Linked DNA regions of Oryctolagus cuniculus: all the other regions are linked to region 1. The links are chromatin contacts, called in public Hi-C and Micro-C maps. All regions are on one chromosome and are shown on one strand. The core of a region is the stretch at or near the end of the contact, and the rest is flanking DNA. Distances in the headings are between cores, read along the strand shown. Region 1 holds the start of SNAI2 (snail family transcriptional repressor 2). Region 2 overlaps LOC108176498. Region 3 overlaps LOC127490566 (a long non-coding RNA gene).

Region 1 (4,115 bases), core at 1,525-4,024:
AGTGTGCTACGCAGCAGCCAGATTCCTCATGTTTGTGCAGAAGAGACATTCTGGAGAAGGTTTTGGAGCAGTTTTTGCACTGGTATTTCTTGACATCAGAATGGGTCTGCAGATGAGCCCTCAGGTTGGACCTGTCTGCAAATGCTCTGTTGCAGTGAGGGCAAGAAAAAGGCTTCTCCCCTGTGGGTGGAGGTGAGAAAGAGACAAAGTGTGTTTTAGTCAAAACATAAAGTCAAATAACATGAATGGGTAACTAAACCATTGTGCCAGAAGAATGAGAAGTGACAAAACCTGATTTAAATACCAATAATAATAGCTACTTTACTATATAGCCCTTTGAGATAAATTTGAATGTTGAATTAAATAAAACCCTACCCAGAATACCACTATTGGTGCCAGTCACGCCGAAAAGAATTCACGGAGCTCTGGGACTTTCACTTATCAAAGCTTCTCTGCCTCAGCAGGTGCAATTAATGTTGAACACCTCTCAATATTTCCCAGTATTTGCCCCTTTCCCTCCTTTTGTGTTATTACTAAGGCAGTCTAAATGCCTTGACTCTCCACAGAAAGATTTTTGTGCAAGAAGCACAATTTCAGCAGCACAAGAAACACAACACCAAAGGCACACAGCAAATTTCATCCCAACTAGGCAACTCACCGAGAGGTGCTAGTATAGTCATCACAGCAAGAGTGTAGTTAAGAGAGTACTATAGGAAACATCTTCATCTATTTACCAAATCAATGGATCAGGATAGCAGCATTCGTATTTGCTGATTACTGGGGGCAGTTGCACAGAATACACATGTCAGCACACCTTTCCTGATTTTCTAACTGATCTTTGAGACCAACCTCCCATGTCTGCTTTCCAAAGTCTAAATGCTGTTTGCAGTCTCTGGAGCAGAGTTTGTTAGCAAGAAAGGGAGAACTCTGTGCTCTAACAACTTTTGGAGCAGTCAGGAAGTGGCCATCAAAGACCACCCATCACTCAAAAGCACTGGGTCACTACTTCATGCACAGCCCACAGCCAGCCCACAGCTGGCGTTCCATCAGAGAGCCCCGTCCTGAGGAGGGTGTTTCTCTTACCAGTGTGAGTTCTGATGTGTCCTTGTAGCAACCAGGGTCTGGAAAACGCCTTGCCACAGATCTTGCAGACACAAGGTAACGTGTGGGTCCGAATGTGCATCTTAAGGGCGCCCAGGCTCACATACTCCTTGTCACAGTATTTACAGCTGAATGATTTCCTAGACTGGGCGTCGCAGTGCAGCTGCTTATGTTTGGCCAGCCCAGAAAAAGTTGAATAAGTCTTATTGCATAAATTGCACTGAAACTTCTCAGCTTCAATGGCATGGGGGTCTGAGAGTTTGGATTGCAGTCTTTCCTCTTCATCGCTAATGGGGCTTTCGGAGCCGCTGTGGTCCTTGGATGAGGTGTCGGATGGAGGAGGGGGACTCACGCGCCCCAAGGAGGAGGGGTATCCGGAGAGAGGAGAGAGGCCGCTGGACAGAGGGGAGTGGAATGGTGCCGTCGTAGTCCACACGGTTATGGGGCTGTACGCTCCGGAGCTGAGGATTTCTGGTTGTGGAATGACAGGCATGGGGTAACTCTCATAGAGATATGGGGCAATGATCACTGGGGGAAAGAAAAGGAGAGAGAAGGAGATTTAGGTAAAAAAAAAATAACTGAGATAAAACATGCACACACCCACAGGCAGGAAAGATCTGACAACACAGAGAGCACTTGGTAATGAAGAAGAGAGCCTCGTTTAAGAGGACACACGCACTGGGAAAACACTGCCCTTCCACCCTGGCCACTACATGGTTACTGTGCTGGAGGCACACACAGCCTGACAGCTGCCCCCGCCAGCCCCGCACTGGGCACCCCGGGAGCGCAGCCCAGGCAGTGCCTTCCCGCCCCATCCAGGAGGAAGAACCCAGACCTTATTTCTAAAGAGCAGACACAACAGCTGTTTTCCACGGAAGGCACGAGCTATTTACATGTGTTATAACCGCCGAGAGCCAACACAGGGGGGAGGTCAGGCTGCCTTCTGAAGGAAAGAAGCTCCAAGAAGGGAAAAAAGCAACAATTGCACACTGACGTAGCTGAGTGGCTCATCTGCCACAGATCACTGTGCAAGTACCTACAAGCTCCAGAGACGGAAGCTGCCAGCGCTGAATAAAGTCTTCCCTGTCAGTTAGGAGTTTTCAAAGTTTTGAATTAAAACGAGTTCTAGGTGATCAAAAGACGCCCAGCTCTCCTTTAGAACAGTTTCCAAAGGAAACAGCTGAGACGTTAGCTCTTTTGTAATCCAGTGTTTCAGCAGGCACACCTATTTATATTTGCATATCGTTACAGTTCTAGGCAAACTTTTCATCATTATTTTTTTGTTTACCTGTGTGTGTGTCCAGTTCGCTGTAGTTCGGCTTTTTGGAGGCGTTGAAATGCTTCTTGACCAGGAAGGAGCGCGGCATCTTGCAGGCAGGTCTGGCGGGCGCCCGGCGCGGATAACGGTCCGGCGGGAGGACGCGGCCGGTCCCTACAGCATCGCGGCCGGCCGGGCTTGGGCTCGGGCCGCGCTCAGGTGCCGCGGGCGGACGGGCCGGCGCCTCTGAGGTCTCCCGGCTCCTTTACGAACTGAGCCCGTTCGGGCTGCGAGGGTTTTTTTTTCCTCTCTTTTGCAAGAAGGATCCAATCACAGCCGAGAGGCTCAGGTTTCAGCCCCGCCCCCTGGGACAGCTGTGAACAGAGGAAGAATCTGTTGTCAGACTAAATTATTCTGCTTCAAAATGGACTGTTTTTCGGTATTTCAGGGGAGAGGCGGGGAGAGGTGCTTAAATATTTCTAAGAGAGTCGATGTCCCTGCGTTAGCTCTGCCCACCGATTTCGTACTCTCCCGGAGCTCCGGGGCTCGGTCGGAGGGGCTGCGATGGCTGCCCCGAGCCGGCCTGGCGTCCAGATGTGGGCAGCGCGCAGGCGAAGGCACGCAATGTCCGCCCGAGGAAGGAAAAAGCTGGCCTGCAAGCTAGCGGGGAGCCTGGGCTTCAGGAGCGCCTGTATTTGGAAGTGGCATTTGGAGAGGGTTGCCTTGCTCAGGGAGCAAACAAAGAGCTGTTCTTGGCGTTTGCGAAAGGAAGGTGGAAGTGTGAAGACAAAAGCGCCGCGGTGTGGGGGCTCCCGGGGCTAGTCCCGGTCCGCAGCCCCGGCCGCTGCCCCAGCGCTCGGCGGCCGCTGTGCGCGGCCAGCCCTAGGCTGAGCCAGAGGCGGCGCTTTTTCTCCTGGACGTTAGGTAGTCCTGTCACCGTGTTAGCCATGGGGGCTGAGAATTGCTTTGTAGCCCCGTCGCAGGGCTGCTTCTCCGGGGAGGAGAGAATCCGCAAAGATAGAAAGGCTGGCAGAGAGGGAGGGACAATAGTTAAACTGTCATTATGGGCCGTGGAAAATTCTCGCACAAGCGCCTTTGAGAAGAGTTCGAGTACCACAAGGCTTTTTTTTTTTTTTTTTTCATGAGCGAGAAAGGCTAGCATGGATCTTTGAAGACAAATGTTTCAAGTATTTATGTACTTTCATTTGGGGCTACTTCCCTCAGAATACATTCATCATAACCCATGCCAGTATGAACCCATTTCCTGTAGTGCACCGAAAAATATACAAGGATGCCCTTAGGAGCACTACATCTATGAAGTTTTAAGGAGGTATTGGGTCACCAGCAAAAACACCTTGCTTATGAGTATGGTATTAAATCTAAAATTCCTCTAACCTGGCTCTGTTTGAAAGTAAAATATCAACCATCTTTTCAAACATTCCAGTCCATTTCACATTTTCCTTCCTACTTGTTCAAAGAATGAAGACAGAAGAAATCTGCAAGAAGACCACCCTATTCTTGTTTCTAACAGGTGCTAGAAGGGGAAAAATGTGGAAAAGAAAACAACAGTGGTGATGTCAGGACTTGGGTGAGAAGTGCATTGTCAGACGGCCTAACTGCTTAATCTTGGGGTGAGAAAACCAGACTGCTGTGTTTGTGTGTGTGTGTGTGTTGTGTACCAGGGCCATGCTCATAGGTTTCCTGAGCTGATTTCAATGAGTCCCTTTTGTGAGTCCAGCAGTCACTGTTCTAAATG
Region 2 (4,154 bases), core at 12-2,511, 140 kb before region 1:
ACAGATTGCCACTGAAGAAGAGGGAGGGGAGGAAGGCAAGGAAGAGGAGAGGAGGAGGAACAGACAGTAGGGAAGAAGGAGGGAAGGAAGGAAGGAGGGAGGGAAAGAGAAGGAGCGAGGACAGGAAAAGCAAAATCAGAGAATTTGGAGACAGTGAGAGCATGACACAGGAAGCGTTAGCTGGGTCTAGGTTCAACCTTAGCGGGCAGGAATTCTGGGCGCACGCGCTTCCAGCTGCCTTTGCTAGCTGCCCTGCCGGTGGGCAATATATGTGCCCTGCAGCCTCCCTGGGCCGGCGCGCATGCCTGGCTCCGCAATCCCTGGAGACTGGGAGTGGTCGGAGGGAGAGGCCGCGAGGAAACCTCCCTGAGTCACTATATGCAGGCTGAGGCCGGAGTGTGCTGGCGTGTCTGTGACTCCTGTCCACGGCCAAGGTAGACAGCAGCCTGACAGGCAGGCCTGCTCACAGCAGGTTGCCCTGGACTGTGTCATCCCCGCGCACCAGGCAATTTCCTTTTTGAGTCACTTCTCAACTAAGGATGAATCATATTCCACCTCCTGTTTCTGCCCCTTCTGCTTGCTGGCCCTGCAGCCTGGGGAGAGCAGGTTAGCAAAGACCACCCTTCTCCCAGAAGGAAGCCTCGTTTGCCTCCCCAGGCTGGGATTTGGAGGGTGACCCGCTGACCCCAACCCCGGAGCAGGTGGGCGGCCCTGCGTCCCTAGGGAGCTGGAGACAGCTGCTACAAGTCTATCTGTCCGCAGAGCAGGACGCTTTCCTAACCACTTTGTTGTTGTTTTTAATTTAAAATTGCAATCGTCTCATAGTGATCGTCTTTGTGTAATGGGATATATAACTGGAGCACACTTTTCTGAATGTGTTTTTCTCTGCACTTTGACAGTCAGAAGCTTGGTCTGCTGGGCTTTGGTGAGAGGAGAGACCTGAGAGGGTCATTGTGACCCCAGGGCCTTGGCACAGCTCCGGGCGCTGGCACCAGAGAAGTCAGATGCACCTAAGGCTTGGCCAGGGGTGGGGGTGGGGGGTCCGGGGAAGCGTTTTCCATTTCCTCATGGTTTTGGAAAGTCTGTACTTAGCAAGAATTCGGCTTTGAGCTGTTTCCCTTTTTTTTTTTTCCCTTGCCTCTTCTTGCTTTCATTTTTCAACTTAGAGAAACTGGTCGCAAGTTGGGTGACCACACGACGCCATGGGCTCAGGACACAGAGCCTTTGTGCGCCTCTCGGGGCGAAGGGAGGAGGAGCGCGGGCGTGGCCGCTGCAGCCGCGGGACCTTACTCATCTGCTCAGGGCTGCAGGCGCCCTGCTCCCCGCAGCCGGTCGGGACTCTGCTTTGTGCCTTCCAGAACTGTGGCCCTAGAAAAGGATATGACTCAGCAGGAGATTTAGGAGCTGGTGCCTGGCCTTCGCTTTGAGGCCAGCTCCAGGGCTCTAGGCTTTCCCTGGGGGGGGGGGGGGGGGAGTGAACGGAGAGAAGGCTTCTTCAAGTCTGCGTTCCCCAGTGCCCTTCCGGGTGCCCAGCCAGCTTCCGCACCTTGACGAGATTTCCGTCTTGAGTCTTCAACTGATTATATATTTGCAAAAATATTTTAGTAGAGTCTCATAAAGTTATTATCATTCTTTTAATTGACAAAAAAAATTGGACAGATGAGAGCATTTCAAAAAAATTCGTGGAAAATGCAATTAAGTGATAAAGTTATTTTGGTGTAGTTTTTTTTTTTTTTTTTTTAATCTATGCATGACTTTTTCCTGAAACCTTTTGAAGATCCCTCATATGTAGGATTTCAGAAAACATTTTGGCACCGAAATGAACTTACACTTGGATTCTGTTTTTTTTTTTTTTTTTTTCCCATCAACTTTCTGAAGCACCCTTGTGTTTATGGGGTACTGTGTGATTTTTCAGTACATATGTACATACGTATGTGTGTGTGTGTGTGTGTTTTAATGTTCAAATTAGGGAAAGCACATCTGTGAAGTCACTGTTGGATAAGAAAAACAGCTTCTAGTGTTGTATTCTGTTGTACTGTAGAGCGACTATGGGTAATAGAATGCATACTTTCCAAAGAGCTGGGAGCAAGGATTTTGAATGCTTCCACTACAAGGAACTGACAAGCGTCTTTCATTCAAAATGAGTAGCTTTAAGACAGCTTAGCATGTTCCCCCAGGAAGGAGGACATGGGGGACAGTGAGGGCTGCAAGTGGTAAAAACCAGGGGGTGAGAATTTCCTGCCATCAGTGATTGCTGGCTGTGTGCCCTCCCCTTGTCTGTCCTGAGTGGGGCACAGCACTGCTCAGGCCCCTTTGGTGACCATCACTGCTGGAAGACTGAAGTCCACACTGGCAGCGCAGGAGTGCACGCAGGTGCACGGTGCTCCCCACCACCCCCGTCCCGGGCGCCAAGGCACTCTGTGCTATGTCCAGTCATGTCTGCACTTCCTTGGCCTGATTTCTTTGGTGATGTGTGATTTGTCCTTCGAGCCTAAGGCTTACTCCATAATTCTTTCTAACCCCACTCCGTTTTCCAATTTTTAAAATTTTGACCAGTTTTCAAGTACCATCTGTCTACTCCACAAAACTGTCCCCAGCTCCTCAAGTCAGTATGTCTCACATCCATTGAGTCTCCTGAGGCACCTGATGTTGTCATGATCCTAAATGTCTTAGTCTGTTTGTCTGGCCCCACCGTCAAAGTGATTTGAAGGCAGAGGCCCTGCTGTGTTTGTCCTTGTTTACTCTGGTATGCCGATCCCCATCACTGTAACATTAAGAAGAACCCAGTCCATGAGGGTGGAAATGTGGGTTCAGGTTCCAATTTCCCCGGGAGTGACCCTATTGGAACAGATGGACTTTAGTTGTGGAATGAGAGCTCAGAGGCAAAGTGGACTGTAGGGCACTGAGAGAGAGGATCACAAATGACATGTGCTGTATGGCTTGGTGTCAGGGAAATAGGGCTTCAGAGGTCAAGACCGCCTTGACTGCACAGAGGATGAGGACGCTGCAGGCACCATCCAGATGGCCTGTTGGACATCGCAGGTTGCAGGCTGTCTTGCTTAGTGAGCACTTGAGCATGAGCCCGGGGTCCCGCTCACCTTGTCCAGCACCTAACTTGATTTGAGAATGACAGAATCTTGGTGCTGAAGGACCGTGGCAATGGCCTGGCTCAAGTGCCCTGCTGGCACTGAGCCCACTGGGTCCCATCCTTGCCTTGGCAGTCTGTGCTGTGGTCTTTGGAGTCATGCCTCTCCTTAGGAGCGGGCCATCTACATCAGGTCCCCTCATCAACCCCTAAACATGTGCAGAAAAAAATCTTAGGGCAGGCATGAAAAAGTCCAGCAACTTAGCAGTGAAGAAATTTTTTAAAAAAAAATCTATATAAATGGAACAAATTTTATGTATTTGATGTATACAGTTTTAAGAGCATAATGATACTTCCCACCCTAGCCTCCCCTCCCTCCCTCCATCACTTCCACTCTCCGTCTTTCTCCTTTCCTATTTTTAATTATTTAATTTCCTGATTTTAATTTTTACAGTGACCTACTTTCAATTTACTTTATAATCACAAGCTTAACCCCCACTAAATAAAGAATTCAACAAGTAGTAAGTAGAAAAACCGCTATCCCTATAATGCCAATATGCTTGATCTTCAGGGAGGATTAAAAGGCTGGGACTTGTCCATTAAGACTCAAAATACTGGAAAAGATAAGCAATCTTAATGATAGATTTCTGTAGTTATTTTAAAAATGTAATCTGCCTTGGATTCTTGGTATACAGTTAGAACGGAGTTTAATAGACGCCAGTAAACAACAATAGTGGTTCATGCAAATGCGAGTGTTTAGACGTAAAGAATTCATTCATGAGGGGTTTCTTGGCTGACAAAGAGAGATTGATGAAGAAGGAATTTCTCACTGGGAAGGTGAAGTCAGCTCATCATATCTCTACTACTTGTCTGTTGGTCTTAGAAAACCCTTATATGTCAGAGATAGCCAACTCATCAGGAAACAATAATGATAATAGGGTCCTTTTAAAAAAAAAAAAACACTGATGACATCCACAACAGATAATTATATCCACTGGCTATATATTATGGATGGAATGTTCAGAGAATTTAAGTAACGCATTTTCCCCCATCTTCTTTTCCCAGAAGT
Region 3 (4,054 bases), core at 1,286-3,785, 250 kb before region 1:
GTGTATTACTGATGTATAATGAACAGATCAGGGTTATTAGCATATCCATCACTTCCAACATTGAAACATTCAAAATCCTCTCTACCAGCTATTTTGAAATAGACAACTAAATGTTGTCAACCGGAGTCATTACACCGCTGCACTGTAGAATGCTGGGACTTAGCCCTCCTGTAAAAAGACCAGCTTTTATACAAGGTCAAGGTGTTTAGCTTTCACCAGTAAGTGAGAACATGTGGTTCTTGTCTGTCTGTGCTTATTTCACTTAACAGGATCATCTCCAGTTCAAACCATGTTGCCTCATCTTCGTTTTCAAGGATCCATGAGCAAGCAAGATACATAAAAACGTTTTAACTCTTCCTTAGGTGTGAGAGGAGCAGGCAGGTGGAACAAATGACACCACCTGAACCGCTTTACTCAGGGTCTTGGGTCATTTATCGTCAAGAGGGATATTTGAAGTTGATCCTTTGCAGCTTAAGTCATGCAAATTTCTATCAGTTCCTTGCAGCCAATAATTGTCTTCCATATTAAATACAAGCTGTCCACTCTACTCTGTAGTGGGACAGATAGGTTTCCTTTCATGAGATGAAAGATTAACATGGCCCTCAAATAATTCCCAAACTGAGTTTTTTTCTTTTACCAAATTTACTGATGAAAACTACTTTCCTTCCTTCAGTCACTATTTGTTGCTTTTCCTGTCCAGCTGAAGCAAGGCCTTCATCCTACAGTGTCCTAGTGCATTGGGTCATCAACAACATGGAACATCAACTGGACTGTTTTTTAAAAAAGTTTTATTTATTTATCTTATTGTATTTGAAAAGGAAAGAGAGAGGGAGAGAGAGAGAGAGAGGGAGAGAGGGAGAGAGGGAGACAGGGAGAGAGAGAGAGAGAATCTCCCATATGTTGATTCATTTCCCAAATGCCCTTGACTGCCAAGGTTGGGCCAGGCCAAAGCCAGGAACCAGGAGCTCAAACCAGGTCACCCATGTGAGTGGCATGGACTCAACCACTTACATCACTATCTTCCACATCCCAAAGTGTGCATTAGCAGGAAGCTGGAATCTAGAGCTGAGCTGGTACTCAGACCCAGGCTCTCCTGTAAGGGATGTGGATGTCTCAAGCAGCTTTTAAATATCAGCACCAAAAACTTACCCCTGAGCACTGTTTTCATGGATTTTTGTTCATGATGAGCAACCAAACTAGAAGTAGATCTAGTATTGTATCACTGGGTAAAGTTTTAGTAATTATATAGGAGTACCTCAAAAAGTAGGCGGAAAATTAAAAATAAAAAATACATTTATTTTGGTGAAAGAAAAATTGCTGAGGGGTTGGCATTGTAGTCTAATGGGTTAAGCCACTCCTTGCAATGCTGGCATTCCATATCAGAACAATGGTGTGCATGCCAGCTACTCTGCTTCTGATCCAGCTCCCTGCTAATGCACCTCAGAAGGCAGCAGGATATGGCCCAAGTACTTGGGCCCTGCCACCCATGTGAGAGACCAGGATGGAGTTCCTGGCTCCTGGCAGCCCTGACTGTTGCAGTCATTTGGGAGAGTGAACCAATGGGTAGAAGATCTTTCTGTCTGTCTGTCACTCTGCTTTTCAAATGAATTAATTAATTACTATCTTAAAATATTTTTTGAAATCCATGTATTTGGAAAAAAAGATGCAAGGGCTTTAACATATTTTGGCAGCAAAATAAATTTATCTTTTAGTTCCATTTTTAATGAACTTTAAAAAATTATATATTTTTCATTTTAAACACACACAGAGAGAGAGATAGAGAGAGAGAGAGAGACTTTATCTGCTGGTTCATGTCTGCTGGTTCATTCTCTAAATGCCTGCAGCAGCCAGAGCTGGGGCAGGATGAAGGCAGGAGCTGGGAATCTCAACCCAGGTCTCCCACAAGTGCTGCCTCTCAGGTGGATGGGAAACAGAATAACCAGGACTTGAGTCATGTGACAGCACAGGGGAAGCAGGTGTCCAAAGCAGCAACTTAACTGCTGCACCCAAAGCTTGCAGTTCCACGAAGCTTTTGAGTTTCCCACATACAGCTGGGGATAGTGTAATAATTTCACCCTACTTAGATTCATGTGCTCCAGGGAGACCTCTCCAGCTTCCAAGTAGGACTCACTCATGCTGGGACTGGGCTTCACACGCTTGCCCCTAAGAGGGCGCAGAGGGTGAGCAGCCCTGCCAAGGGGTTGCCGGACGTCTCCTTTCCCCTCTGCCCTGCCCTTTCCCCCCATTCCTTAAGTTTGCAGTTAAGTCTGAGTTCCACTGCATGATCTACAATACGGCATATAGAAAGTCGATTCTTGATTCTGTAATAAATAGAAGTCTTGTTCCAGGGAGGTAGGCCTCCCTCCTCGTGATTCCTTAGGAGTACAGGCAGGGACAGGTCACCAGCTGAGGTTCAGCTTGCACAGGCTGGCTCAGCCCCAGCAGCTGGCCTTTAACGCTTGCACACAAATCCCCAGGCACCTGCAAGCTTGCCCTGGCTCCCGCCCACACAGCAGCAGCAGCTCCCTGAGGGCCTCACTGATGACACGCATGCCTCAAGGAAGCACTTCACACATCCAAAGGAAGGAACCATCTACCTGTCTTTCCACCTGGCGTGGGGACTCCCGGGTGCTCCCCAGCCTCTGTGCAGACACACGGGCAGCTCTGCCTGTCTCTCCCTAGCTGGGTATGTGGTTCTTCAGGGCTGTGATCTTGTTCCCTTCATATTTGGTAGTGACCATTGCTTACATGATGCAGTGTGCATTTGTCATCTCAGTCAAGGGCACTCTGGGGCCAAGAGGCTGTGAAGAGCAGGGTGCACTGGCAGGGTTTGTGGGAGGCCTCCACAGCAGTCAGCCTGGGCTCAGACTTTGAGGCTGAAGGAGTTCTCAGGACTGCACCAACAATCTGGAAGCATACCTGAAAGGGATGCTCTGGTCTGTATTATGAATACTGTCTGAGAACCTTGGAAGAAGAAATGATCCAGGTCACACATTCCTCTTTCTCTTTCTTCAATCCAAGCTTGGCTTCCTTACTCAGGCAGAGGTTTGGTGGGCTAAGATACACTGCTAGGGGAAACAGGCTATGTTCTACCAAGTGAAATTATAAAACAAAGGTTGTAATTTTCAACTATAAAATTTAAATAGCTTCTCCAAATCAGTGGTGAGATTAAGCACTGAATGTTGCTGAAATACTCAGGGCCATACCATGAACATGGTACATCTCTTATCTGAAATGCTTGGCACCAGAAGTGCTTTGGATTTGCATTTTTTTCAGATTTTGGAATATTTGCACACACATTATGAGATATATAAGAGACGGGCCCCAAGTGTAACAAGACATTTGTGTATGTGTCATATCCACCTCGCAGACACAGCCTGAAGGACATTTTGAACAATACTTTGAATGCACTTGTATTTTGAGTGGGCCTCATCATAAGAGGTCAGGTGGGGGATTTTCCAGTTGTGGTTTCATAGTACATTCAAAATATTGCAGATTTTAGATTTTTGTTTGGATTATAGATTATCAACCTATGCAATATTAATAACATGGTAAAATATTAATAGTGGGTAGCATTTATTTAGAACTCTTTATGTTCTATGTTTTTTAATAATAAAACTGAGCCCTCCTCTGCACAGGGGCTGTATCTGATTAAAGTCTTTGCCCAGAATGGTACTTGGCAGATACTAGGTGCTCAATACATTTTGTTAGATAAGAAATGCAATGTTAATCACTGCTTGGCCCTGACTCAGGAATGAAAATCCTGTTTCCCTTGAAGTCTGACCCTGTAATACCAAAACTCAATATACTTCTCCAAATTGCAGGTCTCTGGTGACATTTTTAGGCTATGCCTAGAATAGGATTCCAATGTTAATCTCCAAGTTCTGTGAGTTCTATGTAAAAACTTGAGAATATTGGGGCCAGTGTTGTGGCACAGGGGTTAAGGCATCATGTGTGCTGCATTGGAAAGCAATGGAAGATGATTCAAGTGCTTGCACACCTGCCGCCCATATGGGAGACCTGGATGGAATTCCAGACTCCTGGCTTTGGCCTG

Evidence for each region. Hi-C and Micro-C count contacts between places; a contact is called where the count stands out from the background.
Region 2: a contact with region 1 is called in a Micro-C map of ear pinna, with 4 times the contacts expected there. The contact joins the enhancer-like site here to the promoter of SNAI2 in region 1. A contact is called at or near these places in 2 of 6 Hi-C or Micro-C datasets (ear pinna and skin fibroblasts).
Region 3: a contact with region 1 is called in a Hi-C map of an unstated tissue, with 3 times the contacts expected there. The contact joins the enhancer-like site here to the promoter of SNAI2 in region 1. A contact is called at or near these places in 2 of 6 Hi-C or Micro-C datasets (skin fibroblasts and an unstated tissue).

The regions. Positions count from the first base shown.
Region 1 is chr6:73,114,342-73,118,456 of mOryCun1.1, forward strand. SNAI2 (snail family transcriptional repressor 2) reads right to left here and starts at 2,775. Exons shown (of 3, transcript XM_002710513.5): 1 at 2,390-2,775; 2 at 1,084-1,629; 3 at 1-180. The coding sequence starts at 2,468. It overlaps LOC103348011 (a long non-coding RNA gene), which reads left to right and starts at 2,682. Exons shown (of 3, transcript XR_007918597.2): 1 at 2,682-2,798; 2 at 3,891-3,990.
Region 2 is chr6:72,979,705-72,983,858 of mOryCun1.1, forward strand. The region is part of intron 4 of LOC108176498; the gene reads left to right. Among named protein-coding and RNA genes, the nearest start is that of CLXN, 53 kb to the left of the region's middle. Within about 2 kb of position 1,262, at least 4 of the 8 cell types and tissues checked have an H3K27ac peak or open chromatin away from gene starts, as enhancers often do. A contact at or near this core is called in ear pinna, where this site is marked.
Region 3 is chr6:72,864,711-72,868,764 of mOryCun1.1, forward strand. All of the region lies in intron 1 of LOC127490566 (a long non-coding RNA gene), which reads left to right. Among named protein-coding and RNA genes, the nearest start is that of CLXN, 63 kb to the right of the region's middle. Within about 2 kb of position 2,536, at least 2 of the 8 cell types and tissues checked have an H3K27ac peak or open chromatin away from gene starts, as enhancers often do.